7 separate regions of the Mus musculus genome follow, and regions 1, 2, 3, 4, 6 and 7 are each linked to region 5. A link is a contact called in public Hi-C, HiChIP or PLAC-seq and promoter capture Hi-C data. All regions are on one chromosome and are shown on one strand. The core of a region is the stretch at or near the end of the contact, and the rest is flanking DNA. Distances in the headings are between cores, read along the strand shown.

What was found. Promoter capture Hi-C pulls out the DNA fragments that hold promoters and counts their contacts. A called contact is a pair of places that touch in the nucleus more often than the background predicts. HiChIP or PLAC-seq counts read pairs in DNA pulled down with a chosen protein or histone mark.
Region 1: a Hi-C map of cortical neurons shows a contact between it and region 5, with 2.5 times the contacts expected there. The contact joins the enhancer-like site here to the promoter of Igsf21 in region 5. A contact is called at or near these places in 3 of 39 promoter capture datasets (the 3T3-L1 cell line, hippocampal neurons and liver), 7 of 484 Hi-C or Micro-C datasets (the HPC-7 cell line, the N1E-115 cell line, cerebellum and 3 more), 2 of 115 datasets of contacts at active chromatin or transcription factors (astrocytes and embryonic forebrain) and 1 of 9 other capture datasets (embryonic stem cells).
Region 2: a contact with region 5 is called in an H3K4me3 HiChIP or PLAC-seq map of forebrain, with 4 times the contacts expected there. The contact joins the promoter of 4933427I22Rik here to the promoter of Igsf21 in region 5. A contact is called at or near these places in 1 of 39 promoter capture datasets (hippocampal neurons), 2 of 484 Hi-C or Micro-C datasets (the N1E-115 cell line and embryonic stem cells) and 5 of 115 datasets of contacts at active chromatin or transcription factors (embryonic basal ganglia, embryonic forebrain, embryonic midbrain and 2 more).
Region 3: an H3K4me3 HiChIP or PLAC-seq map of embryonic stem cells shows a contact between it and region 5, with 3 times the contacts expected there. The contact joins the enhancer-like site here to the promoter of Igsf21 in region 5. A contact is called at or near these places in 1 of 39 promoter capture datasets (liver), 1 of 484 Hi-C or Micro-C datasets (embryonic cerebral cortex) and 4 of 115 datasets of contacts at active chromatin or transcription factors (embryonic basal ganglia, embryonic forebrain, embryonic stem cells and 1 more).
Region 4: a contact with region 5 is called in a promoter capture Hi-C map of embryonic stem cells, with 22 times the contacts expected there. The contact joins the promoter of Pax7 here to the promoter of Igsf21 in region 5. A contact is called at or near these places in 10 of 39 promoter capture datasets (the 3T3-L1 cell line, cranial neural crest, embryonic stem cells and 4 more), 8 of 484 Hi-C or Micro-C datasets (all in embryonic stem cells), 8 of 115 datasets of contacts at active chromatin or transcription factors (astrocytes, embryonic forebrain and embryonic stem cells) and 1 of 9 other capture datasets (embryonic stem cells).
Region 6: a promoter capture Hi-C map of neural stem cells shows a contact between it and region 5. The contact joins the enhancer-like site here to the promoter of Igsf21 in region 5. A contact is called at or near these places in 4 of 39 promoter capture datasets (embryonic stem cells, hippocampal neurons, liver and 1 more), 3 of 15 datasets of contacts at CTCF or cohesin (embryonic stem cells, hippocampal excitatory neurons and stem cell-derived epiblast-like cells), 72 of 484 Hi-C or Micro-C datasets (B cells, the HPC-7 cell line, the N1E-115 cell line and 37 more), 20 of 115 datasets of contacts at active chromatin or transcription factors (SST interneurons, VIP interneurons, astrocytes and 13 more) and 2 of 9 other capture datasets (embryonic stem cells and pancreatic islet).
Region 7: a promoter capture Hi-C map of hippocampal neurons shows a contact between it and region 5, with 12 times the contacts expected there. The contact joins the enhancer-like site here to the promoter of Igsf21 in region 5. A contact is called at or near these places in 3 of 39 promoter capture datasets (hippocampal neurons and liver), 4 of 15 datasets of contacts at CTCF or cohesin (the NIH/3T3 cell line, embryonic stem cells, hippocampal excitatory neurons and 1 more), 86 of 484 Hi-C or Micro-C datasets (the AML12 cell line, the AtT-20 cell line, B cells and 52 more), 16 of 115 datasets of contacts at active chromatin or transcription factors (PVALB interneurons, astrocytes, bone marrow-derived dendritic cells and 11 more) and 1 of 9 other capture datasets (pancreatic islet).

What each region holds. Positions count from the first base shown.
Region 1 is chr4:140,722,800-140,726,399 of GRCm38.p6, reverse strand. It overlaps Rcc2 (regulator of chromosome condensation 2), which reads right to left. Exons shown (of 13, transcript NM_173867.5): 13 at 3,180-3,600. Among named protein-coding and RNA genes, the nearest start is that of Padi6, 18 kb to the left of the region's middle. Within about 2 kb of position 1,454, at least 32 of the 459 cell types and tissues checked have an H3K27ac peak or open chromatin away from gene starts, as enhancers often do. A contact at or near this core is called in cortical neurons and hippocampal neurons, where this site is marked.
Region 2 is chr4:139,941,249-139,944,805 of GRCm38.p6, reverse strand. It overlaps 4933427I22Rik (RIKEN cDNA 4933427I22 gene), which reads left to right and starts at 1,287. Exons shown (of 3, transcript NR_045159.1): 1 at 1,287-1,398; 2 at 2,380-2,535.
Region 3 is chr4:140,639,453-140,643,600 of GRCm38.p6, reverse strand. All of the region lies in intron 1 of Arhgef10l (Rho guanine nucleotide exchange factor (GEF) 10-like), which reads left to right. Among named protein-coding and RNA genes, the nearest start is that of Arhgef10l, 24 kb to the left of the region's middle. Within about 2 kb of position 2,675, at least 19 of the 459 cell types and tissues checked have an H3K27ac peak or open chromatin away from gene starts, as enhancers often do. A contact at or near this core is called in embryonic stem cells and forebrain, where this site is marked.
Region 4 is chr4:139,831,202-139,835,046 of GRCm38.p6, reverse strand. Pax7 (paired box 7) reads left to right here and starts at 2,079. Exons shown (of 9, transcript NM_011039.2): 1 at 2,079-2,220. The coding sequence starts at 2,136. It overlaps Gm46873 (a long non-coding RNA gene), which reads right to left and starts at 1,579. Exons shown (of 3, transcript XR_001784470.2): 1 at 1,493-1,579.
Region 5 is chr4:140,245,193-140,248,756 of GRCm38.p6, reverse strand. It overlaps Igsf21 (immunoglobulin superfamily, member 21), which reads left to right and starts at 1,946. Exons shown (of 10, transcript NM_198610.2): 1 at 1,946-2,455. The coding sequence starts at 2,386.
Region 6 is chr4:139,875,036-139,879,074 of GRCm38.p6, reverse strand. No RefSeq gene overlaps it. Among named protein-coding and RNA genes, the nearest start is that of Gm1667, 33 kb to the left of the region's middle. Within about 2 kb of position 1,829, at least 9 of the 459 cell types and tissues checked have an H3K27ac peak or open chromatin away from gene starts, as enhancers often do. A contact at or near this core is called in neural stem cells and stem cell-derived motor neurons, where this site is marked.
Region 7 is chr4:140,548,546-140,552,212 of GRCm38.p6, reverse strand. The region is part of intron 22 of Arhgef10l (Rho guanine nucleotide exchange factor (GEF) 10-like); the gene reads left to right. Among named protein-coding and RNA genes, the nearest start is that of Gm42335, 55 kb to the left of the region's middle. Within about 2 kb of position 1,987, at least 19 of the 459 cell types and tissues checked have an H3K27ac peak or open chromatin away from gene starts, as enhancers often do. A contact at or near this core is called in the N1E-115 cell line, cerebral cortex, hippocampal neurons and 1 more, where this site is marked.

The DNA.
Region 1 (3,600 bases), core at 205-2,704, 480 kb before region 5:
GGACCCTAGCAGGCTCAGCTTGGCTGTAGGCCCCTGGGCTCTAGCAGCATGGTCCTTGAGACATCGGATGCACCTATCTTCCACAATCTACCTAGTAGACACCCACATATGTGGCTTCTTAAAACTTGATACTTCATTTTGTAATAGCCTCTTGTGTTGGGCTTATGAGTGGCTAATTCTGTGAAAGCCAGTGGCCACTTGGCATCAGACTCGTATCTGACTAACGGTTCTGTGCCTCCATGTCCTGGATTGGGAAGGGCTCAGCCTGGTTGTAAGATGCTAGAATAAGGTCAGTGCTAATAGACCTCTGGGCAGGGAGACTATTCCAGGACCAGCTACAACTTGGAGCAACACTGGCCAGCGTGAGGGTGATTTGGATAAGTTGACAATCCAAATTCACTTATGTGACCCTCCACCTCCAGAAAGTGTGCTTTGTGTTTTCCCTTTGGAGACAGGGTCTCAAGTTGCCCAGGCCAGCCTTGAACTCCCTATGTAAAGGGCTGAAGAGATGACTCAAAAGGTAAAGACCATTAAGCCTGGCAACCAAGTGTGACCCCTGGGGCCCACACAGGACAGATTCCCATCTTCATGGACGGTTCTACCACATCTATGTAGGTACACCCGCAAACACAAAACCTGAAATGCTAACAATTTCCTTGCCTCTGCTTGAGTGCTGGCTGGCATGCGTGTACCTATGTTGACAGTGGGGGGGTGTAACCCAGTATTCTGGCAACATTCTGGTGTGATGGACAAGCACTTCACCGGAATGGCAAGCCTAGCACTTCTTAGCACCGAGCCCCAGGAGTCCTGTTTCCCTTGAAACACTTAGGGGATGGAGGGATGGCTCAGTGGTTAATGTCTGCAGACGTTCTTCCAGAGGACCCACACGGCAGTTCGCGACCATCAGTAATTCCAGTCCTAGGGGCTCTGTTGTGGATTGGTTTTATTGTTACTTGTATTAGTTTGGCCCCCAAAATTATGGGGAACCCACATATCTATGTGTAAGACGCTGAGCTGGTTCTGATTGGCAAATAAAGTTGTTGGAAGCCAATGGCTGGGCAAGGAGACAGAGGCAGGACCTCAGATTTCCTGGCCACGGGAACCCTAGCGATTCAGAATGGTCCTGTCATGTCGGGGAAGCAGAAGGATCACGTGTGAGAAGTACAAGACAGACAGACAATACATGAGAGTCAGGGATTATGGCCTGAGTCCGGGGCAGCCAAGATGGAATACAGGTTTTAGTAATAATTTCGGGATATCAGAGGGGAGGGTGTGTTAGCCACAGGGAGGTTTAGAAGTGCCCAGACACTGAGCTGCTTAACGCATATTAGAATAGAAGGCTGTGTGTGTCTTTTATTCTAGTATCTAGAGCTTCGGGGTGAAGGAGTCCCTTGCTATCTGCCAGAGAGATTAGAGCGGATTTATAAACTCCCACAAGAGGGCTTCTCCATCTGGTCTCCAGGCAGTCTGTGACACATGGTACAGCTGCATATGGAAGCAAACCCACACACAGAGCAATGAAGCTTTAAACACGGAGATCACAGGCTCGGCTCTGCCTACCCTTGCTGACTCTAAATTATGGTCACTCTGTCCAGAGACTGGATAAGGCTGTGTCTTGGGCCTCTCCAACACTAGTCCACCAGAGTCTCGTACCTTCCCAACAAGGGTAAACATTCGATGGCAGATCAAGGTCCCCCACAGCCCACTTCATCCTAAGGAAACTGCCAATGGGAGGCTGTGGGAGGCTGCTGGCTCTCCAGACACAGCTGCAACTAGCAGGCTCCAGACCTTGCAAGGACAACTTGTAAAACAGTGACTCTCAGCCTGTGGGTCCCAACCTCCCTGAGGCTGAATGACCCCTTTCACAGACCACTGGGAAACACAGATACTGACATTAAAAATTGGTTAACAATAGCAAATTTGTTACGAGGCAGCCATGTAATTTTAATGGTTGGGGGTCACCACAGGAACTGTATTAAAGAGTCTCGGCATTAGGAAAGTTGAGAGCCTTTGCTGTAGAAAGTAGGGGTCTCTTTAGCTCTGCAGGAACTGTCCCAAGGCCACTCCTGAGAGGTGGCCAGGGGACACAACTGGGACCTCTCAGGGTCCGTCTGCCCACCAGGCCCCTTCCCTGTGACCGAGCTCACCGCCTGTCTACAACTTTCCTCTACAAAACATTAAGAACAGTGACCTGACTTCAGGACTGTCATGTGTTACAGGAAATAGCAGCCAGGATATGTAGTAGCCCCCCCCCCCCGCCCCCCAAGACATCAGTCCAAGCTCCATTCCTGTGGCATAAAAGGCTAACCTTACAGTGCCCCCTGGTGGGCAATTGGCAGAAAGGAAGGGGCCAGGCACCCTCTGATCCTTTGTGAAGTTTGGAGGCTGATTACAAGTGCTCCTGGAAGGGTTGCACCCTACAGACTGCTCATAAGGTTGGGTAGAGGTAAGCAAGCCAGAAAACGCTTGTTCACTCACAACCAAAACCCAAGTCTTGGAACGCCTTAGGTCAAATCTACACATATGTGGGTGGGATGGCTCACACCTTTACTGCCAGCACTCGGTAGGCCCCTGGCAGGTTGTAGACGGTTTTGTGCACTGTGTAAAGGTTATCCATGTGTTACTCAAATGCTGATTTCTCTGCCCCCCCCCGCACGCCCCCCCCCCCCCGTTTCCATTCAGACACTGCACTGTAATGCTTTATAGTCAATCTTCTGTCTTTCCACCAGCCAGGGGAAGCAGAGGGTCAGAGAAGACAGCGAGGGAAGAAACTTCAGAAGTAGAGAGCTTATTAAACTGCTGGGGCATAACCAGATTAGCACTACAGGTTAGGATTCATTTAACTGCCCAGGTACTGAGATGCAAAATGTCACCAGCCAGCCACACTTAGCCCACTTAACCTAGGGCTGAATACCTCACATATATATGCAGGGCACTGGGAAGGTGGCCAGCCTGGGCTACGAGACTTTGTCCCACCCACAAAAACCAGCTAGGACCATGTGTGTTTCAGGACTGTGTCCAGCCCTAGTTGGGAAGCCCTTGGCCACTACCCCACGGGCCCGTGGCTCTCTGCACCCTTCCAGCCCAGCAGGAAGCTCTCTTTGGTCACTCTTCCGGGGCACGTGCACAGGGCTGGGGACACACTCCACGCTACTGAAGAGGAATCATGAAAGCCAACGCAGAGTAAACAATGACGCCGTTTATTTAAAATGTTTACTCCCAGAAATATAGATATAAAAAAAAAAATAAGACAATTAACAGCACTAAACCAGGCACCTTCAACCGAATCCCACCATCCTCGTTAACTCCCTTCCTGTTACCCTTTGTAGATGACCAGAAGATTTCAGGAGCCCCTGGACAGCCAGAGTGGTTCCTGCCCAGGGCTTCCCGCCTTCCTCCTGTCCTAGAGCTTCCCGTGGGAAAGCTTGGGTGAGAATTTTAGCCTAAAGGGAGGGGGCTGTGGCCGGGCACTTTGCGCTCATCCACTGCAGGCCTCTAGCCAGGGCGGCTGACTGCCAGCTTTAGGTTTGCTCCCTGGAAGATGAGCCCAACTTGGCTCAGGGCTACTGTGTCCTCAGTCCTCTTGGTGACCACACAACT
Region 2 (3,557 bases), core at 38-2,537, 300 kb after region 5:
AGGCTCTGCCCCATTTCTCCTCCTCACTCAGTCCTGGACTCCAGCCTGAAGAAGGGTGCTGCCCACAGTCAGAATCAGTTCTAAGTTAATCCAGTCTAGAAACGATCTCATGGACATGCCCAGAGAAACATCTCTTGGGCGTTTCTAAATCTTGTTAAGCTGACAACAGTCTGGACTGGGTGGAGTCTGGACTGGGTGGAGTCTGGACTGGGTGGAGTCTGGACTGGGTGGAGTCTGGACTGGGTGGAGTTTAGCAGCCCTCATCTTTGATTTCTTCAAAGGGATTCTAGAAGCCAGGTCTGGATAGGGCTCTGTCTTAGTTAGGGTTTTACTGCTGTGAACAGACACCATGACCAAGGCAAGTCTTATAAAATAAATTAAAACAAAACAAAACAACAACAACAAAAACCATTTAATTGGGGCTGGCTTACAGGTTCAGAGGTTCAGTCCGTTATCATCAAGGTGGGAACATGGCAGCATCCAGGCAGGCATGGCGCTAGTGGAAGACTGACTTCCAGGCAACTAGGATGAGGGTCTTAAAGCCCACACCCACAGTGACACACCTACACCTAACAAGGCCACACCTCCAGATGGTGCCACTCACTGGTCCAAGAATATACAAACCATCCCAGGCTCCTTTTCTCACACGGAGCCACACAAGTCTGATGTGGGGGCTCTTGGGCTGCAGAGCAGTGGAGCACTGATGTCAGGCCTCAGGGAGCACTGCGAAGCCCACTTAACAAAATAAACTGTGTTTGAGCTCTCTTCCGCATTCATCTGATGGAGACCATTAGTGTGCTAATTAAAATGGAGTCTTATCTGTTTGCTGAACGGGCCCGGCAGGACCTTATGTTGGCACGATTGTACTGGCAACATTCTTACATTTCTTTTGGTTTAGCCCTTCATTTAATAATTCAGGCAACTGCCGCGTTCATTCGGAGGCCCTTTATCCCAAGAGTTCTTGGTAGCACAGCTGGGAAGCACATGGCAGCCAACGCCCCCAGACCCAACTCCAGCAAACAGGATCTTGTAATCCTCCTCTTAGCCTGGCTGGGCTGGTGCCTGCCTGCCTTCATTAAGAGTTTGTTACTCAAATTAATAGTACAAACAAGATTGCAGAAGGGACTGTTTAACCTACTTAAGACAGCACACTGTTTTTAAGCAATTAGGGCCGTTTGCACACGGTGAATGAGCTCACCAGATAAGCTCCATTTCTGCCGCTGGGACAGATCAGGCGATCAGGGCTCTGGAACGCTGTGTGGTGGTTCCGGAATGTGTAGCATGGCCATTTACCGAAAGCAGTCTCCTATGGTTCAACTTCTCGTTCATTCTCACCCGGCCTGAATTCGGCATCTATAAAATGGGGGTGATCCTGTCTCACAGGGTCATTGGAAGGAGGTAATGGGTAGGTTTATATCCATAAACAGGAGTTGGACTGACCTAGGCCTTGCTTCAAATTAGGTCAGAGGAGAGGACAGACTCCAAGCTCAGCTGCTGATGGGGACAGCCATGTGGGGCAGCGGGCATGGGGGGAATAAAGGAAGTGAAAGAGATCCTGCATCCCGCAAGAGTTCCAGTGTTCTGGGAGGGCGGACTCGGAGGACTGCCACGCACTCTCCACGCAGCCCCGGGTGGGTGTCTAACTGTGTGAAGCCACAGACCCCAGGACCGCAGTGGGTGGGCAGGGGGCAGTCTGAGGACTCTGGGCCTCACGGAGGCCAGAGATAACAGGTTCTCAGTCTTGGACATCCCAGATGCCACCATATGTCACCATATGGAGCTGAGAACAAAGTGGAGGCCCCAGAGGCAGCTCGATCATCCCTGGGGCTGAAGAGTGAAGAGGGCAGGGAGAGAGGGGGTTCTGGGTGGTTCTCACATGGGCAAGAGTCTTTGGTCCGGTCTGTGGCTGTGGCTGGAGCGCAGGAAGGCCTTCCAAAAGCCTATTCCATCATTCAAGCACAGTGGGTCTTGATGAGCAGAGAAAGTCTATGGATTTAGAGCTTTATTGTAGACCGGCAGAGAGAAAGAGAGAAGGTAAAAGAAAGAGGCCAGTCATGGCTATGTGGGGAGAAGAGGGGGAGAAGGGAGGAGAGAAGGAGGGCTGGAGATCAGAATAAGAAAGGTGAAAGCTTAAGAGAGCGAGAAGGGGCCAAGCAGCTCCTTTTGTAGTTGCCTGGGCTACCTTGTTGTTGCCAGGTAACTGCAGGGAGGAGCATACCTGGCTACTGTCAGGTAACTGTGGGGGTGGAGTCCAGCCAGAATGCCAGGAGCTTGGAACACTGTCTGCTAGACTTATAGTCACAGGATTATGAAGTTGGGGGCTCCGTGGTGCCAGGCACCTATGTCTGGAAATGTGGCTTACTGTTCTGTCCATTGTAGAGTTTTCTACTGGGTCTCCGGAACAAGCTTCGCTCAACCAAAACAGGCTGCCTTTCACGGTCCTACACAGCCAGGCATGGAACAGGCAGCCACTGTGTTCCTGAAATGAGACCAGCATCTGCCTTTGATCTGGGGTCTACGCACAGCATGGACAATGTAAGTCAAATTCTCAGCATTTTAAATGTTTCATAAGCTGACTAGATGAGCTTTGTGGCTTTAAGCTTCTTAAAATTTGGATGGACATTCTAAGATGGTGGGAGAGTTGGGATTTAGTACTCTCTGCCATGGCCCAGGTTTTGTTCTCAGTTAAGGAAGCTGCTCATCTTGGGCTGGAGAGGATGGCTTAGCAGTTCTTACACTTGTTGTCCAGCAGAGGACCTGAGTTCTGTTCCCGACACCCATGATGGACTGCTGACAACTGTCTGTAATTGCAGCTCAGGTGGATCTGACGCCCCCTTCTGACATCTGAGGGCACTGCACAAACACACACACACACACACACACACACACACACACACACACTAAGATTCTTTAAACTTGTCTTTAATTTAGATAAATGTATTTATATTCTACTAAGCAAGAAATGTTTTTCTTTTATTCTCTTAGACTCCAGTGTATGGAGCCTGCAAAATAAACTAATGTAGGTTAGATAAGTGTCTAGGGATGCATCTCGCTTGGTACAGTACTTGCCTGGCATGTATAGGGCCTGAATTATAAACCATGTATGGAGGTACAAACCTGTGATCTCAGCACCTGGGAGACAGAGGCAGGAGTAGTAGAAATTCAAGGTCATCCTCCAATTACCTAATAAGTTCAAGGTCATACCCTGTCTCAAAAAGCAAAGATATGTAACACGCACATCATGCTTGCTGATCTTTGCTTGGCCAGAAATTCCCCCCAAAAGGCAAAATTCAAAGACAGTATGAAGACCTCAAATACACTTCTAAGGAGAGAGAGAGAGAGAGAGAGAGAGAGAGAGAGAGAGAGAGAGAGAGAGGAGAGAGAGAGAGAGAGGGGGAGAGGGGAAGGGAAAGGGAAAGGGAAAGGGAGAGAAGGAGAGAGGGAGGGAGGGAGGGAGGGAGAGAGAGAGAGAGAGAGAGAGAGAGAGAGAGAGAGAGAGAGAGAGAGAGAGAGAGAGAGAGAGAGGCTGAAGAGGGAAATCCATCCCAGGAAGCTGG
Region 3 (4,148 bases), core at 1,426-3,925, 390 kb before region 5:
TCTGTGTGCATATGTGTGTGTACTAAGTTGAGCATGTAAAGGTCAGAGGACAACTTGCAGGAGTCAGTTGTCTCTTACCTTGTGGGTCCTGGTGATTGAATTCCGGTCACCAAGCTTGATACAAACTCCCATACCCACTGAACCATCTTGCTGGCCCCACGTATTATTTGAGACAGGGCCTTACTCTATGGTCCAGGTTGACCTACTACTCATTATATAGCCCAGGCTGTGCCTGAACGCATAGAAATCTTGCTGCCCCAGCCTCCTGAATGCTAGGTTGAGCTTAGCCTTGAATTTAACTTAGATTTTGGAGACAGGGTCTTCTGGAGCTCATGTTGGTCTAGAACTGAACTCACTAGCCTAGAGTGACCCTGAACTTCTGATCCTGTAGCCTCCCGGGTCCTGGGATGTCAGGTGTGTGCCATCATGCCTGCTTTATGCATTGTTGGGGATGGGACCTGGGGCCTTGTAGGGTCTAGACAGGCACACTACCGACTGAGCCTTGTCTCCAGCCCCGTAAAGCTTTATTTATTTTAAATGTTAAGTTTTAAAAGTTGAGTAGGGCCGGGCAGTGGTGGCACATGCCTGTAATCCCAGCACTTGGGAGGCAGAGGCAGGTGGATTTCTGAGTTCGAGGCCATCCTGGTCTACAGAATGAGTTCCAGGACAGCCAGGACTGTACAGAGAAACCCTGTCTTGAAAAACCAAAAAAAAAAAAAAAAAAAAAAAAAAAAGAAAGAAAGTTGAGTTGGGGCTTCATGTGGGAGCAGTGAGATCCCTGAAGAAGTTAACATCCCAGGTTAACAAAGGATGATGAAATTGAAGTGATCAGCTAAGGGAGAAGGCTGTCAGTCCTGGGAAAGGGCTAGAAAACAGCAGTGAAGCGAGGCTGTGTTAGCTGTAACACATGGGGCAAAAGCACCTGTGGAAGGAAGGGCTCACAGTTTGAAGGTGCACAGTATTTGGGCTCACAGTTTGAAGATGCACAGTCCATCACAGCGGGAAGGCTTGCAGGCAGGAGCTAGAGGCAGCTGGTTACATTGTATCCACAGTCAGGAAGCCGAGGGATGCTGCTGGTTTTCAGCTCAATTTTATCCTTTTCCTTGCTGACTGGAACCTGAGCCCCTGAGATGGTGTCACCCACAATGGGGGGGGGGTGTCCACGATCTTGTGTGTGTGTATGTGTGTGTGTGTCCTCTCCTCAGTCAGCCTCTCTAGAAAGACCCTTGTAGATGGACCAGAAATAGGGCTCCTGGGGTTCTCTGCAATCTGTCCAGTTGAACATCAAGGTCGCCCATCACACATGTTCAGTAGGCCTCTTAGGCAGACAACATTCCTCTGCTTCCTGTTTAAGGGAGAGAGATTTATGTCCCTGTCACAAAGGGAAATGTAGGCCCTGCTTGTAGACAGAAGGGAGCAGGCAGAGACACTCCTGTCCCCTCTGCTTGCACAGGGCTGTCCCCCTGCTTGCGCAGGGCCTTTAGATCAAAAGAATTCTTACACCAGAATGACATATTTTTAGGTAACATTCTTTTTACTTATGCCTTACATGAATTTCTTTAGCGTGTGTGTGTGTGTGTGTGTGTGTGTGCGTGTGTGTGTGTGTGTGTGTCTTGATGCTTTTGTGGATGTCAGAGACAAACTAGAGGTAGTCAAGTCTTTTTCTTCTACTACTTGGGTCCTGGGGATTGAGCTCAGGTTGTCAGGCTTGGTGACAAGTGCCTTGGCATACTGAGCTTTGATGACAGGCTCACAACAGATGGCAGATGGCATTGTAATGGTGGGAGTGTTTGCCAGAGAGGAAAGAAACTGGGAGAAACTGAGATCTCACAGTCCCTTCCCAGGGCAGGCAACAACAACCACCTCAGGATATCAGCTAGATCTCACCTCCCCACCTCTGTGATCCGTTAAGCAGTAGCCTGTCTGCTGATAATTTATCTGAGACACTTGGACTGAGTGGCCACGACTTGGAGGCATTTGCCTGGGTATCCAGGGCTGAGGGCCAGACTCAGGGTAGGGAGGCCATAGTTTCAAGTCAGTGGAGGGGATAAATGGATGGAGACAGCGTGGGAGTTCAGGAAGGTTTGAGCCATACACTGGCACACATGCTCTGTGCTCCACCTACCTCAGTCTCCGTGAGTTGCCATAGTCACTTGAAGATTTTAGCAATCTGCTGGGCGAGGCTGTAGGCTCCCTGGGCCATGGGGAACCAGGGTATAGGTTCAGGTTGTGCCAGGGAGCTTGGATAAGCGTGGGATCAGGGTTATGTGTCTGAGATAGAATCAGCTAGAATTGCAAACTAAGACTTTATGCAGAGGGCGGGTGGAGGGAGGAAGAAATCAGGTGACTTGTAGATTTTTCTTTTGTATACATGGTTGGTGGCAGTGTTAGTGAATGCGCCAGTTTGTGGGGGAGTTGAGGGATGGCTTGGGGGGGGAACGGGATTTGGTTCAGCACGAGGTCACATTTAGAGGTTTGCGCAGGGGCCACATGAGAGTCTGGGAGCCCACTTGTGAGGAACCTGACCTGCATGCAGTTCTAGGGTTGGGATCTGGGAAGATCAACCCTAAGTCAGAGGTGCAAGCATTATTCTGGCTGTGTAGCCAGGAGAGGCTCCCACCACGCCCAGCTGTGTAAAGGGAGGTAGGGCAGCAAGCTACCTTGTCCGTGACCTTGGTGACCTCCTTCGGTCTTGCCAAGAGGTTGCCAGAAGTGTGCAGAGGTCCATCTGTCTGACGCCTGTCTAGTTAGCGCCTTCTGGATACAGGCGCAGATGCAGAGCAGAGATTCGCAGCTGAGGAGGGGGTAGGAGAGCAAGGGGAGGCTGGGGGAGGACTCTGACCACTCATGGGAGACCTCCGAGTCACCTGGAAGGACTTTGGGGCCGTTCAAATGTTTGGGTCCCAAGGGAATGCACAATCAGAATTTTCATCCCGAGGACCTATTGGGTGAGGAGGAAGAGGAGGAGACACAGGAAACCCTTTGAAGCTGGTACAAGCCCCCGAGGACGAGCCTGGTGTCTGAATCTTGCTTGCTTCCTCCTGTTCACTGCTCAGTTCTTTTTTTATGAAGGAGGAGTTCAGAGACTCAGAGAGGTTAAGCAACCTGCCCAAGGTCACAGAGCCTAAGAGGGTGGATGAAACACGCTTTCTCAGGTGCAGACGCAGGAGATTGAGTAACCTCAGGGAGGGGCTCACAGGACAGATCTTTCAGCCTTGAACTTTGTCTTTGTAGTCTCCCGGGCCTCTGGTGATGGGAAGCAGGGCGTGGGTCTTCCCGGAGCCACTTACTTGGTCGGATTGAAAGCTTTCAGGGCGTCAGTTTCTTGGAGTGTCCGGGAAAACCACATGGGTCAGGTCCAGGATTTGATTAACCCGGGTCACATGAGGCCATGGAGGGAGGTTGCCCCATGGGGAGCTGTGTTTCAGAGATGGCAAGCCCACACCTCATGTGGGGATGACAAGATGTCAGGCAGGTCTCAAGGACCCGCCCACTCTGAGTACAGCCTCTGTGGGCAAGCCACGCCCTATAGAGCCCCAAAGCAGGGAGACATGAACGGGGCCTACAGGGCTGGAGTCCTAACCACGGGCATCACGTCCCACCTCGGGCACCGCGTTCCACCATGGGCACCGCGGCTCACCATGGGCACCATGTCCCACCACGGGCACACCGTCCCACCACTGGCACCACAGGCACCGCGGCCCATCATCTGGTTTAGTTGTTTTGTAAGTAAGGCGCAGGCTAATTTATCTCCATTGTACAGATGAGGCGGGCAAACGTGAGCAGTCAGCCCAAAGTCGCACGGTTGCGTGTTAGGTGTGAGCACTGTCCCGTGTGACTCTGGAGCCTTCCCTTGAAACCCTGAGAGTCCCTGTCAGCCTCGGTTTATCTCGGCATGTTGCCTCCTGTTGGCATGTCACCAGGGTAGGATCTTGGTGGGTGGGGCTTTTGCCCACTTAGGGACGCCCGGTCCCTTTGTCTTCATTGGCTCGCCAGAGTCTGGTACTTAGGACTTTTCAGAGACTTTAACATATGCATTAATTATTCTGCCGTGGATTCCCCATTGATCTTGACCTCTGAATGCCTCCATTCCCCAAGTGAGAAGTAGCCTGTCTCATAGATGTTGTATTTGACCCTTCAGGACTGTT
Region 4 (3,845 bases), core at 830-3,329, 410 kb after region 5:
GTGTGACTCAGGCCGCAGAGTCTAAAACCACTTGGCCTCTCTCCTCTCCCCATTCAATCCTGCAAGCATATATTTAACAAGCTTTTCCACAGGTCTCCCATCCCCGGAAGCCCACCCCCACCCCTGCCCCACAAAGAAGTCTGATGAACCCCTCAGCTAGGAGAAAGGGTCAGTAGCATGCTGAGAGGGGCAAAGGTCACAGGTGAGGAGGAGGGGAAGGGAGAGGACACACTGAGGCCAGCCAGCAGAGAGCACCCCCAGGCCAAGACCAGACTGACCCCCTCCAAGAAGGCTGGGCAGGGCATGAGCTGGAGGACTGGATTTATTTTATTGTATTTCACCTCCAGGGCTGGGCCAGAGAGGCCCTTTACTGGAGTGTTGGAGATGTATGGGGGGGGCACAAAAGATCTGTAATGGGTGGCATCCTACCCTGCTGGGAGGGCTTTTCAACCCTAGGAATCTATGTCCTAAGGCAGAGACCACTGGTTACTGTGGCATCAGAGAACAGAATTGTGGGATCTCTGAGAGAGAGAGAGAGAGAGAGAGAGAGAGAGAGAGAGAGAGAGAGAGAGAGAGCGCAACTAATTGGGCCACCACCTCCCCAGCCCTCCAGTGGAGGAGTAGAGTTGGTGGTACCCAGCTTTATCTGTCTGTCTCCCACTCATCTCCCATCTGACTCCCAGATCCCTAGCCTTGCTGATGTCGCCTCCAGGACATTCTGAGTCCACTAGAAAGGGCTCCAAGGTGGTGGCCTAGGAGCTGGAGGAGGAGCTGGAGAGGTTATTCCCCAGGGTTTGGCAGACTCGGATTTGCCAGCATCTCTGGGGATGTATATTTTGCTGCGTTTCTCCGAGCTGCAGGAGGCCAGGCCAGGCCAGGCGCAAGCAGTAAAGCCCTGACAGGTATCAGCGAAGTCAAAATTCTTCCGGGGATGTCACCCTACTCTGTTCCGCCCAGGGAGGGAGTAGTTGTCAAGGAATGTTCAGAGCTAGTGAACTAAAAAGAGAAGGGACACGTGCGGTGGACCCTAGTCCAGGAGGCCAGAGATAGCCGGAGCGGACAGAGAAGATCCCAGCCCAAGGCCGGCTTTCCTACACAGCGGGCAGACAGCTGAAAGCCGTCCGGAGCACAGACCTGCCAGCACATCTCTGGACAACACTTAAAAGAAGTTACCCTCTCCCTCCCTCAGAGCACCCCCAGCCCACGCCATCCCTGGACTCAGAGTTTCAAATTATCTCCCTCCCCCGCGACCCCCTGAGGAAAAAAAGAAAGAAAGAAAAAGAAAAAAAAAGAACGAGGTCGAGTTGGAGATTAAAAAGGAAGGGGAAAAAATACTCGTTGGAGACTTCTTTTCGTTATCGGTCCCCTCTCCCTCCCGAACTGGCCCCCTTTCCTGCTCATGAATAAAAGAAAAGTCCGAACCTATCAGATCTCTCTGGCTGCAGCCTGCTCCCTCCCCTTCCCTGCCGTTGAGCACTTTTGCACAACTTACCCAGCTGATCGCTCGCGCCCCCTCGCTTTTCCTCTTGTGTTCCCCAACCCTGTCGCTCGGGTCACCTCCCCTCCAGTCCGAAACCCGAGCAGGAGCGCGTCCCCGTTCCAGTCCTCCGGGGGACAGGGTGTGAGGGCCAGCAGAAAGAGGCGCTGAGAGGAGGGATCGAGGGGAGGAGGGAGTCCGAGCCAGAGAATAAATATATAAATAAAGACCCAAAGAAAGCCACTCCGCAACCTCTGGGCTCAGGAACTTCGGCCGGGAGCGCGGGAGCGGGTGGCCCGCAAGGCGCAGCTGGGGACAGGGAGCCCGGCCTGCTCGGCCCACGGCAGCCGGTGTCATTCGGCTTAACTTCTGGCCGAGCCCGGCGGGTGGAGGCGGACTTGGGGTTGGAGTGTTTGTTTGTTTGAACTTCCTTGTCGCCACCTTCCACTCCTCCCGCCCCCACCTCACCCCCCCCCGCGCCCAGCTTCTGGAAGGGGCGCGTCTGCAACCGGGTGGGGGGGGGTGCAGAAGGGAGGGGGAAGAGGCTAGTGGGGGGGGGAGGGAAGAAGAGGAGAGGAGGATCGCAGCAGGGGTGAAAGGAAGAGACGCCAAGAGGTTTATCCAGCCGACTCTGGATTCGTCTCCAGCGTGCGCAGGAATGGCGGCGCTGCCCGGCGCGGTCCCCAGGATGATGAGACCCGGCCCGGGGCAGAACTACCCGCGCACCGGCTTCCCCCTGGAAGGTAAGAGAGCGCGCAGGAGGCCTTTACAGGGTCCCCCGGAGGACCTCGGAGATGGCACCCTCCAGGGGAGCGAGCAGCGGGGCTTCCTGGGCTCTGCTGGGTCCCAGTCTCCGCGTGGGACACGGGAAGTTTCTAGAGCGGACACTTGTCAGTTTCTGCGTGGACTCCGCTGACCCTCGGCCCGCGCTCCGTGGGTCACCGGCTGCCGGCCTTTCGCCGCAGGATGCGACTCCCCGGGGAATTCGCATCTGGTCCGTTTTGCGCTCCGGTAAATTCCAGGGTTTCCCACTCTTCTCTGACACAACAGAGTTCCCGGGTCTCTGCGCAGCGCCGCCGGCTTTCTTCCCTAGTTTTGAATTGGTCCCTCAAAGTCGGGATGGGGTCCCTCCAACCCCTTTTATTTCGAAATACCAACAAGCGACACTCTATTTCCACTCCACCAGACCGTCCGCTTCCTCCCAAGCAACTTACTAACTGGCTTTTTTTTTTCCCGGCCCCGACACAAACTAATTAAAAACAATGCATAGTGCCTTATTTCCCGCAAAAACAAAAACAAAAAAATTAAAAACATAACTTTTCCCTACGTCTTTCTAAAGTCTGCAAATGTCCCGGGAAAGAAACTCAAGACCAAAAGAGGGTACAGCAATCCAGGGGACTGTTTTGAGTCTCTAGCCACTCGGGGATGCAGAGGGGACCGGCCGGCGGCGATCGGCCGGGAGAGGAGAAAGGGCCCCTTTGCGCGCCCCCTCCCTTTTCTATTTAAACCTATGGAAGGCTTTCAGCCAGTCACCGAAGGGTCTTCTAGTTTCCTCGGCTCAGACAGCCCATGGTGTCTCAGGAGCAGTTAGAAACGGCGTGCCAATTTTATTTTTTAGCCGCCCCTCTTGTCATTGTGTGGGCCCCACTTGTGGGTGCGGGAGGATGGGGAGAGAAGGCGAGAAGGGGCGGTCTGGCAGCCGGCGATCTAGGGAGGGAGCCCCCTCCCTCGGGCAGCGAGAAGCCGCCGGGTCCCCGAATTAGACAGAGGCGAAGAGAGCGGGCTGCGTGATCAAGTGCGCGCGAGCGGCCACGCAGGCGGGAGAGCGCGGCAGCCGGGGATTTGCCGGAGTCCTCTCCTGGAACGAATGCAAGCAAAACAGGCGGCTAAGGACGCGCAAAGGATTAGGACAATATTTGCCCAACATGACGCAGAATACTGAGGAGAGCCGAGTGCCGGTCGCTAAAGAGGCTCTTGAATATAAAGTTGGGCGTTCGAGAGCTCTCCAGCGCTAATGGCGTACCCCGCCACGGAGACCGAGGGACTCTGGCTCGGCGACGCACGATTTCTGATTAAATCTGAGAGTGGTTTCAGATACCTACTTTTACAAAGAAAAATTGGTGAAGGAGGGGGGAGCGGGAAAGTAAAGAGGGGGCGGTAGGAACAGCTCAGCAGACCGAGCCTCTTCTAGCCTCCCCCTTTCCAATTATTCCGTCTGCTTCCTCCGCTCGGGCCGCTGTGAAATCGTTGTAATCTTCTAGATCTCTGTAGCCGCGAGTCCCCAAATTGGGGGGATCGAGGCTGGATTAGTGCACCGGGTGTCCCCCGAACCTTCTGTAAGAAAATTGTGTAGACTTTGCATTAAGGC
Region 5 (3,564 bases), core at 697-3,196:
TTAGAGGACTCCGTGGAGACAATACCTTGGCCCTCTTTCCCAGCTGGTTAAGCTTGGGACTGATGGGTAGTTTCACCAATGACCTGCTCCTTTCAGCTCCTCCCCCAAGGACAGTGGTAGGTGGGTGCGGCCGGGAAGCCACGCCCACTTGGCCTTCTGAAGAACTCTTGCCTGTCCTCCTTCACCTGGCTCCATCCTGTTGCACCTAGACTCCAAGAGCATGGAAGGCCACACAGCAATGCATGCATTTCCTGTAAGCCTAGCCCAGCCCGGGAGGGGGGGCGGGGGGGCATCTGGGCTTGGAGCTCCTCAGCCAGGGAACCTCTCACACCGAGGGCTTAGAATCCTGGATAGCTTTTTCCTAAGCCAGAAGCAGAGAGGTGGGAGGGAGAGACTGGCAGGATCAGACAGGCAAGGGTTGTGCTCTTCCCTTGGCTTGCTTAGCGGGGGGTGGGTGGGGGGGAAGCTTTTTTTGGAGGGGAGGGGAGATGCCCTCAAGCTCACCCCTCAGTAGCTTGGGGAAGATGAGACTTGGAGGCGTAGCAAGGGGGAGTGGAGAACAGCCAGGGAAAGGATAAAGGCCCAAGACTCCAGTGTTCAAGCCAGATCCAGCCCAATCAGTCTAGCAACCAATTAGTCTGATTCAAAAAAAAAATACCCACGGAGGGACAAACTGTAATCAAACACCTATTTATAAGGGTTTATTACGATCATTATTATTATTTTACTAAGAGGATCCTTCTAAAGCCTGTCAGGTGAACGTATTCGCTCAGATCTAAATAAATGCAAATCGCTCCTTCCCTGGAGCAGGGAGGCTGAGCGACCCTGAACTGCAGCTAGCTAGCTAGCTGCCTTGAAAGGCCATGTGCTGACAAGGCTGCAGAGGGTAAGGAGGAGAGTGGGTCACTCCGTGGGGCATCCTGGCACAAGTCTTTCCTAGTAGCACCTGCCAGGCCATTACTCACTGCCCACCCCTCTCCCAAGGCCTGCAGCCAGTGGGGCTGCCAGTGTACCCATTGCCCGGCTAAGTAAACTGAGCAACAAGGATGCAGCAGCTTAGTAAAGATAGGGGAGCTGGGACTTCCCTGGAGAATGCAGCATAAGGAGACCTGGGTCCTGGTTTGGGGGCTCAGAGTCACTCTCTGGTTCTGCTGTTCATTCTGGAACTTGACGATCTAACTCCTGGTTCCACCACCCCCACCACCACCCTAAGAGCTAGGAGCACCTGCCTCTTCCTCACGTGGGAGACCCCACAGCCCAGGCTCAATAGTGCGTGAGCGATCAAAGCGACGATCTGACACAAGTTTCAACCCCACCCCGGTTCTCAGGTGGAGGAGCTGGGGTGTCAGCCCTGATTTTTTTTTTAAGGTGACATCTTGGTCTCAGAAGAAAAAGTCGATGCCTCCCTTGCCCGGTCCAGCCTGCACATACAATGCAGCTGTTCTGCGCGGGGCGCGGGCTGGAGGGTAGCCCTTATTTGTGGAACACTGAAGCTCTGAAGCCCCTAAGGACGACGTTCATAGGTGTCAAAGCAAGCCCTGAGGACCTACATCCCTCCGGGGAAAGCATCTCTCTCTCCTGGAAGGAGGAAGGGTGCTTGCATCCACCAAGCGGAGGAAAGGGGCGTCCAGGGACACGTCCAGGTGGAGGGGTGGGGAGGGCGATTCGGGTGGAGCGAAGCTTGGTGTGTGTGTATGGGAGGATGCAGCTCACAAGCAAGCAGTTGTGATGAGATGGGGGTGGGGGGAGCAGAGGGTAGAAGCCGAGAGGGAGGGGGGCGAGTTCTCCTCTCTGCAATAAATCGGCTTAGCGGACGAGAGCCGAACAGCCCAGAACGGATTAAAGAAAAGTCTGTAGAATACGGCAGCGAGCGCAGCGCGGGGGGTGGGGGGGGGCGGGGGCGGGGCGGCAGGAAAGGAGGGAGAGGAGGGGGCGCGAGAAGAGCGAGCGCGGGGCAGAGCGCGGCGGCGCGGGCAGAGCTTCGGCTCCAAACTCCGCCACTGCCGCCACGGATCCGACTCCGGCCGCCGTGGCCGCCTATCGCAGCCAACCAGCCGGGAGCAGCTGCGCGCCCCAGCCAGGTCCGGTGCAGCCCGGAGCAGCCAGTGCGTCTGGTGCAGCCCGGAGCATCCTATTACAGCCCAGAGTAGCCTGGTGGTGCAGCCCGGAGCATCCCGGTACAGCCCAGAGCAGCCCCGGGTAGCCTGGCGGCCGGGCTACAGTAGCATGGGGACCTCCCCTCGGCTCTCCTCGCCTCTCGTCACCGCCACGGCCGGCGGCCCGGGTCACAAGCGCTTCTGAGCCCATGGCGAGGGGACCCACCGCCGCCACTGCGATCGCTGCCGCCGCCGCCGCCTCGGCCAGCGCCGCCAGCTTCTGGACACCATGCAAGCTGCTCCAAGCCTCCGCCGCGCTTCCTGCCTGCTGCTCGCCGCGATTCTGGACCTGGCACGCGGTGAGTGTGCGGGCGCCCGCGGAAGCCCGGGGCCGGGGGATGCGCGCAAAGACCGAGAAGGGCGCGGGCCCGGATGGCTCTGGGAGTCTCGGGCTGTAGGCACAGTCCAGGAGGGCTTCCGTGCAGCGAAGAGAGGATAGATCTTTTGGAGAAAGCTCTCGTGGGTCTGTGCCAGTGGTGTGTGTGTGTGTGTGTGTGTGTGTGTGTGTGTGTGTGTGTGTGTGTGTGTGTGTGTCTTTGTTGGGTCTGTGAGTGTCCGAGAATCAGCTATGTTTGGAGAGGGCACGGGAGTACATTTAGATGTGGCTGTGTGATGGTGTGTGTGTGAGAGAGGTAACAGAGAGTCTAGATCAGTTGCATGGAGAGGTGAGAGAGAAAGTCTGAGTGTTTGGGGGTGTGAACTCCTTCAGGAGGGTAAGTGTGTGAGCGTCGCGGCATGTGGGAGCCTGTTAAGGAAAGGGTGTTTGAGGTGTGGCGGTTCACGCCGATCCCCGGTGTGCTGCCTGGTCTCTAGAGGGCTGTGTGACAGCCGGTGACTGTATTTCTGTTAGAGCTGGACAGGAGTGTACCCAGCTACACGTGGAAGTACAGGACTTGAGGTCCTAGAAGCTCTGGGTTTGGGAGCAGGTGCAGATCGAGGGAACTTGGGCAGGGAACTGTGAGCACATCTGGGGCTGGAGGAGTTTCAACAGTATGGCTCGCATCTGTGTGTGAGTGTGTGTGTGTGTCCCGCATGGGCTTGGTCATGGCCTAGGCTGAACCAGATGGAAGGAAACTGGAGCTCAAAGGCTTGCCCAGAGCCAGCAGTGCGGAGCAGTTCTAGAGTGTATGGTTAGGGCTACCTGGGAGGAGGGGCACCCTGCCCAGCGCCGCCCTCTGGTGGGTCTTAAATGATATGGAAGTCGAACTTGACGCCCCAGTGCCTTCCGGGCAGGGAACAGGGAGCAGATGCCAGCCCAGCAGGGCGGAGGCAGGGCCAACAGAGTCATAGGTGGGGGATTCCAGAGGGTGGGGGCGGGGGTGGGGGTAGGGGGTGGGGGAAGCTCCTTCTCCAGGTCAAGTCACAACCAACCACCGGTGTTGAAATCAGAGCGTGGCCACCCTGGGAG
Region 6 (4,039 bases), core at 580-3,079, 370 kb after region 5:
AAAGAAAGAAAGGAAGGAAGGAAGGAAGGAAGGAAGGAAGGAAGGAAGGAAGGAAGGAAGGAAGGAAGGAAGGAAGGAAGGAAGAAAGAAAGAAAGAAAGAAAGAAAGAAAGAAAGAAAGAAAGAAAGAAAGAAAGAAAGAAAGAAAGAAAGAAAGAAAGAAAGAAAGAAAGAAAGAAAGAAAGAATTTGGTAGTACATGCCTGCAGTTCCAGTTCTGGGCACGTAGAGACAGTAGGATCCCTAGGGCTCACTGGCTGGCCAGTGCAGCCTAATGGGTGAGCCTCAGGCCAGTGAGAGACCCTGTCTCAAAAAAGCAAGGTAGGGGCTGGAAAGAGAGCTTAGTGCTAAGACCATGTTTTGCTCTTGCAGAAGACCTTCAGTACTCAGTGCCCAAACGATGGCTCCCAACTGCCTGTATCTCCAGTTTCAGATGGGATCTGATGCCCTCTTCTGTCCTCTGAGGGCACATGCATGCACAGACATGCTGACATTCACACATATACAGAAATCAAAAGCCCCAGACAAACAGAACAAGGCAGACGCAGCCCAGGAAAAATAGCCAGGATTGCCCTGTAGCCTTTTCGTGGATGCACACACACTTGTATGTGCACCTGCACACACACACGTGAGGCATGCATACACACTTTATGTATGCACCAGCATGCACACTTGAGGCATGCACACACACATGTATTTGCACTTGTTCACACACTTGGGGCATGGCACCTTTTATAGACAGACTGTGGGAAACTCCAGAGTGTGTGAAGTCAGAGTATGTGAGGTCAGAATAGACTCCACAAGGTATTGTCTCAAAAAAAAAAAAAAAGTCACCGTTGTCTTGTAAGGCATAGCCTGAAATGGAAGGGCTTGTGAGGCTCCTGAGTAGGGCTATGAGCCTCTAGTTAGACTAGGAGGTCCCTGATGGCAGCTTTATCCCATACTATGGGTACTGTATGCACAGAGGGTTCAGGTCCTTGCCATTGCTTTGGGAGGGCCTGGGTGCTGGCTCAGAGGGTGTGGGTCTGTCACTTGAGGCCCCCAGCCTGCAAGTGGCAAAGCCCAGATCTGACGCAGGTTTCCGGAGACTGGACATTGAATTTAAACCAAGGAGCCTGCCTTTAATCCCAGCACTCGGGAGGCAGAGGCAGGAGGATTTCTGAGTTTGAGGCCAGCCTCGTTTACAGAGTGAGTTCCAGGACAGCCAGGGCTATACAGAGAAACCCTGTCTCAAAAAACAAAAAACAAAAACAAAAACAAAAAAAACAACAAAAACACAAAAACAAAACAAAACAAAACAAAACAAAACAAAACAAACAAACAAAACAAGGAGCCTGTTGCCTCTGTCACCTCCCTGGGTGCTGGCTTCCTCTAGGGGATATGGAGGGATGCTCTGGGCTGGGTTCATTGCTGCTGCCTCCCTGACTCTGGTCCCTGATCTCTGGATTATCTGTGTGAGCTTCCTTCCTACCTCATGGGGAGCTCAGACCTGCCATCCGACAGAACAGAGGGCTGAAGACCTTAACAACAGGAACCGAGGCCACTCCTGAGGACACTGGCTGAACCCAGGCTGCTAGTGAGTTGGCAACCAGGACCCAGTCACCTGCTGCCACCTGCTGGAGACAGAGGCACGGTGGCTGGTACACCCAGACTCACTGTGCCCTACCTCCTTCCCACACTGTCAAGGGTCCGTCTAGTGACCCAGAGGCAGGTAGCTTGGTTTTGTCTGTCCCTCCAACAGGTAAAGTCACTGGAGCCATCTGACCTTGTCACTAGATCCCAGTCACAGATCTGCACCTGCCTTGTTACGCTAACTCATTCCGTATTTGCTGAATAGAGGCGGGCTCAGTCAGTCAAGACCACTCAGGCAAGAGGCTCTGGGAGCTTCTGGATGGGGCAGGAAGGAGTGGGGGGGGGTTGGTCTCCCCACAAGTCACCTCTGGGAGTCTTGCCTGCTAGAGGCCTTGCTCTATGCGAACACAACCTAAATAGGAATGTGTCCTGCTTGCCTCTGGGAGCACTCTCTCCAGAGCTGGGCCCCCCAGTGGGAGGCAAGGCTAGGTCTTCTGGTGGCTTCATTGACTCCTGAGCTGGAGCCTCGCCTCCCTTATTGCCAAGTCACGCATTTAAGGTCCAACATGGGACAGAGCTAAGCTGAGGCCCCAGTGGGCTGAGGGGCCTGGGACTGGCCAGTTACAACCACACTGTCAGGATGGCCCAAACAGGGACATCTGTTACAGTCTCTCCAAGGTGGAGGAACTTGCCTGAGGCTGCAGAGCCAGCAGAGATGCAGGCCAGGTTCTGCCTCCAGTGCTGCAGGAGTCTACTCCTCTGCATGCTACAGGCATCTGCCCTTCCCTTCTTGACCTCTCCATCCTGACGGCCCACCTGTTCTTAGGGGTGCCCTCTCTACTCCCCTATGTTCCAAGACTTCTCCACCCTTCCCTCTGTCCCGGGGGAGGCCCTCTTCCTTCAGGAGACTCATCTTGACATCCCCTTCCTTGAAGCAACTCGTCACAGGGAGAGGCCAGGTCTATGTTGCCCTACCTCCTGTCCTTCCCTTCTGTGTAGAAAAATAATAAAATGAAATGAATAAATGAACCTGCTTCTTCAGGCCCACGGCAGCCCAAGCCGCTGTCATGTCAGACTCCTGGCATTTTCTCACACAAGGCAGGCCCCTGTCTCTCACCATCAACCCTTTCTGTCTCTGGCTCTTTGTATCTTTTGTTCTCTTGGCCCGGTCATTTGCTCGGACATGTCATAGCTGAAGGCCTCGGTCACAGTGTACCTCCGAGACAGCTCCTCCCCACCTCTGCCACATCGTCTCCTTGCCTCGCCCTCTGTTTGCCTCTCTGTCCTGTCATGGCAATCTGCTGACCCTCTGACTTCCTCTCTGACTGCGTCTCTGACATGTGACCCGCAGGGCAGGGACTTGTCTCTCTTGTGCACTGCTCCCAGCTCCCATCGAGCACTCAATAAACACTCAGTAAATTAATGAATAAGTCAACTAATCAATCGAGCAATCAATCATGAAGTTGAACTGTTTGTTTTGTTTGTTTTTTTTAAGAGTTCCCGAGTCCAGAGTTGCCACAAAAAGCCAGTCTCAGTGTCCTACAAAGGCATTGCTTAGCCATGTGGTGCTCAGCAGATACTTCCGGGGCTTGGAGATACACCTCAAGTCAGGATTCAGGATTGATGCAGGTGGATGTCTGCCTTGGCCCCTGAGCCTGGTGTCCCTGAGAGACTGGTTTGTAGCAGTTGACAAAGCTGCGGTTGTCCCCCTGGGCTCCACATGAACGGAGCATCTCCACCTTCACTGTGCCCCACACAGCCTTCTCCAGGTGTGATGGTTGCTACTAACTGTCAGCTTGACACAAGTTAAAATCTCCTGGGTATCACATCCTGGGGATGCCCGCCCCCACCCCCACCTCCTCATCCCTATCAGATTTCCATTCATTCTCATAGCCATCTGGGCATCTCTCCTGTCCCTCCCCACACCTGATACTGAACCCCATCCCCTATTCCCCTCCGGATCCCCTCTCCCACCCAGTTTCCTCCCTCCATCTGCCTCCTATGACTATTTTATTCCCCCTTCTAAATGAGATTCAAGCATCCTCGCTTGGGCCTTCCTTCTTGGTTAGCTTCATTGGTCTGTACAGTGTAGCATGGGTGTCCTGTATTTCATGGCTAACATCCACTTATGCGTATGTGACACAGACCTGGGATAAGGGAGGCGCCCAAGAATCAATGGGAGTGACCTTCGCTGTGATTCACAGTACTGGGGATATGGAACCTGAAGAGGCTACCTCCTGTAGCCAGGCAGGAACCCCAGTGGAGCCATAGGGACACCAACCCACCTACACACCTTTTGACCCAAAATTTATCCTGTCTACAAGAAATGCAGGCAAGGGGGATGGATCAGAGACTGAGGGAGTGGCCAACCAATAACAAGCCCACCTTGAGACCCATCCCATGGGCAAGCTCCAATCTCTTGCACCATTAATGATATTCTGCTATGCTTGCAGACAGGAGTCTAGCATA
Region 7 (3,667 bases), core at 738-3,237, 300 kb before region 5:
GGTGGGACTGCCCTCATCCTGGCATGCTCTGTGACACTCATACCCTCTTACTTGCCCACTGCATTCTTTTCGTGTTAGCTTTACTTCTTATAATAGTGGTTAGAACGGCATTTCACAGGAGACGAAGGCCCAGCCAAAATGACAGTCAGTAAGGGGTTGGTTTCACCTGATGACAGTCTCCATGGTATTAACCACCAGGAAGCTCGCCCCCACAGCCGTCACTTGTCCCTTATGTCCTGGCAGAGCCCGCCCCTCCATCTGGAGCAACCGTTGTCTATCCTCTCCCAAGCAGATGAGGACCCTGAGCTCTGGGACGGGCGAGCGAGCGTGGGACCCAGCACAGATAAATAGTCGCAGGAGCCGTGCGGGCTGGGCTGTAGACTGGGGCGCTAAGAGCTGACAGAGCACCTTGGCGATGTAAGTTCATCGTTCATTCCTCCATTCATCTGTCTGTTCACGGGTCATCCCTGAGCACCTATTGAATGCTAGAACTGGGTGTGCAGTGGTGACCGGGACGTACGAGGTCCCCGCCTCATGCGGCCTTCAGTCTAGTGGACAAAGACAGGCAGGACCTCAGCACGCAGAAGGGAATCGAGGGGAATATAGAGAAGAGACACAGTAGGCATGGGGGAAATGGGGGCTATACAGTTAGCAAGTTCAGGGAGGCCCCTGAGGAGGTGGCATTAAACAGAGATCCATATAGCAAGAATGACACACACCCCAGAGGGCCCTGGGGACCCACATTCTAAGTGACCAAATCAATATGGAGCAGACAAATCAAAAAGGGAAGGCAGGGAATAGGATTGAGCTTGGCTTAATTGTCTCTTAAAGGAGCCATCTTCTAGTGCTGTGACAGTGGCTGTTACATTGCAATGTGAGTTCTGGAGGGGACACTGAGACTCTTGGCTCTGGGTGATGAGGCTAGGCCCTGGGCGAGGGAGACCGCGAGAATCTTGTAGTGTTTCATTCCCAGAGTCCCTATGGATCCAAGGCAGGCAGTGGTGTCATCTAGAACTTGATTTGAACCCGTGGAGGGGGGCTTTGTGCATAGAAGAGGAGGCCTGGAGTCCAGTGCAGGGGCCCTGCCAGAGGCTGGCCCAGCCTGGGCCCTGGAGGCCAGGGCTGGGAGCAGGGAAAATTGAGAAAGGCTGTTTCTCCTGCTGCCGATCGAGCCCCACCCAATCAGGATAAAGAATAAAGCCTCGGAATACCTAAAATTTATCTAATTCTTTGAGATTTGATCACTTTTATTTTCTGTGTCTGGGCATTTGGCTGGCATGCTCTGTGTGTGTGTACCACATGCATGCAGTACCCACAGAGACCGGAAGAGGGCATCAGATCCAGCTGGAGCTGGAGTTACAGATGGTTGTGAGATGCTGTGTGGGTGCTTGGAACTGAACCCAGTTCTTCTGCAAGAGCAGTCAGTGTTCTTAACGGATCTGCTGAGCCATCTCTCCACTCTCCCATGTAATCGTTCAAAGGAAAGTTATCCTGAAGAGTATGGGCTGCCTGGGCCTTTTTAAAGGGAAATAATGAAAGAGTGGGGGTTACCTGTGTGCCTTGGAGTGGAAGCCAGTGTCTGTGGAGGGGAGATTGTCTGGGTCGATCTTGCATTGTTTAGCCAAGGGTGACCCTGGGGTGTGGCCTCTGCAGGTACACAGGCCACACCCAAGTGAACTGTCATAGGTCAGAGAGAGATGGCGGAGTCCCCTAGCAGACTTCTGTCTCATCTGCCGTCCAGAACGTGGGAGGATGAGTGAGGGCCCGTGTATCTCCTCACTTGGAGCTAGAGGGCTCCAGAACACGTGGACTGGCAGAGGAGCCCCACATCAGCTGAGAGAGACAGGCATGAATATCTATGGGTAATGGGCCTGAAGGAAGGGGCTCCTGGGGGAGCCGCCAGAGCCTGTCTTGCCGTATTTCCTGGGCTGTTCTAGCTCAGCCCTGCCCGCCTCCTACCTAGCCCAGACAGCTGTGCCCCATCAAGCGCTGCGCTGGCAGCCGGATGAATTAGAGCGGAGACTGCCAGCCTTGTCCAATTACTGAGGGAACAGATGTGTATGCAGGCGGCTGCCCAAGCTTCTCTTCCACTCACTCGGGCTCTCAGGTGGCCACAGGAGTGGGCAGCCAGCCCATTTCTTCCCCCTGAGGAGGCTCGAGTTGGGCAAGGGAGTTGCTGGCCTCGCTTCTTTCCTGGGCAGACAAGACCTTGGCCTGTAAGTGCTCGGTGAAGTGTGTGTTGAATTCTGCTTTTCCTGGGGTTGAGAGTAATGCTGTCTTCAGAGCGGACAGCTGTGTTCATGCTGGGCTGTGCCAGACCCCCGTCTCGGAGGAGCTGGCCATTGGAAAAGGGCGAAGACTGGGAGCCTTCCTGCTGGAGTTGTTTCCTGGCCTGGAATGCCCCAGTCGTGTGACACTGGAAAGCATTGTAGTTCATAGTGTAGCAACACGTCTTTAGTACCAACCAGAGAGACAGTTGTGCCCCCCTTACTGGGTCACAGTGAGGATTAAATTGTATGGTTAAAGGTCTGGAGAGATGGCCTAGTGGTAACTGCTTCCCACACTAACAAGAACTTGATCCTTGCACTCATATAAAAGAGATCGGTGTGTACTGCTAACCTGTAGCAATCCCAGTGGTGGGGGAAAGAGACAGGTGGGGCTCCAGGCTCAGTGAGAGACCCTGTCTCAAAAAAGAAGGTGGACGTTAGTTGAGAAAGATACCCAGTGTTGACAGTGTTGACTGTTGACAGTGTTGACAGTGTTGACCTCTGACCTTCAGACACTTGTGTGCACACATATGCATGTGCATATGTGTGCACCCCTGATGCAGTTGTGTCCGATGCACTCAAGGTTCAAGGAAGAGAGGTGAACATCCCAGCAGGTCCCCTGGGGGTTCCCACAGGCTGTGGACCGCTGGAGTGTCTGAGGGTTCTTTTTGGGCTCTTGACTCCATTCCAAAGTAGGGGCAGTGGGAGGTCAGGGGAGGACATGCCACAAACCAGGCTTGTCTGAAGGCCACAGGTTTGGGAGGGTAGAGTGTGTCCATTTTGAAATGCTTTAAGTTTTAAAAATTACATTATTTATTTATTTATTTACTTGGGGGGGGCTTTCCATGGTGCGCATTTGGGTATCCATTTTCTTCTCCCCTGCCCCCATGTGGGCTTAGGGCATTGAACTCAGGTCTTTGGGCTTGGCGGCAAGCCCCTTTACCTGCCAAGCCATCTCTCAGGCTCTCTGAGATGCTTGAGGCTTGAGTGCCTTGTAGCCTGGCCCCACAGAGGGCATATAGCCAGACAACTTAGTCCTCAGATTCCCAGGTCGAGAGCCTCTGTTCTGATGGTCACCAGCCTACATTAGCCAGAACTGGTAATAGTTTGTTTTCTCTGGCTATAACAAAATACTTGAGGTTAGACACTGTAAAAAGGAAAAAGGTTTATTTGCCTCACTGTTTTGGAAGCTGGACAACTCATGTTCAGACAGCCCCAGACCTTTCCCCGGTAAGGTCTCAGGGCCATAGCATTATGATAGGATCACATGTGGAGGCCAGTGTTTGGTGAGACTAGAAGGCAGGGTTCATGGTCAGGCTGGTTCATTAGGTGACAGCTTACTCTCAAGGGAATGAACTGGGGTCCCATGAGAACTGCATTCATCTCTTCTTGGGATGATG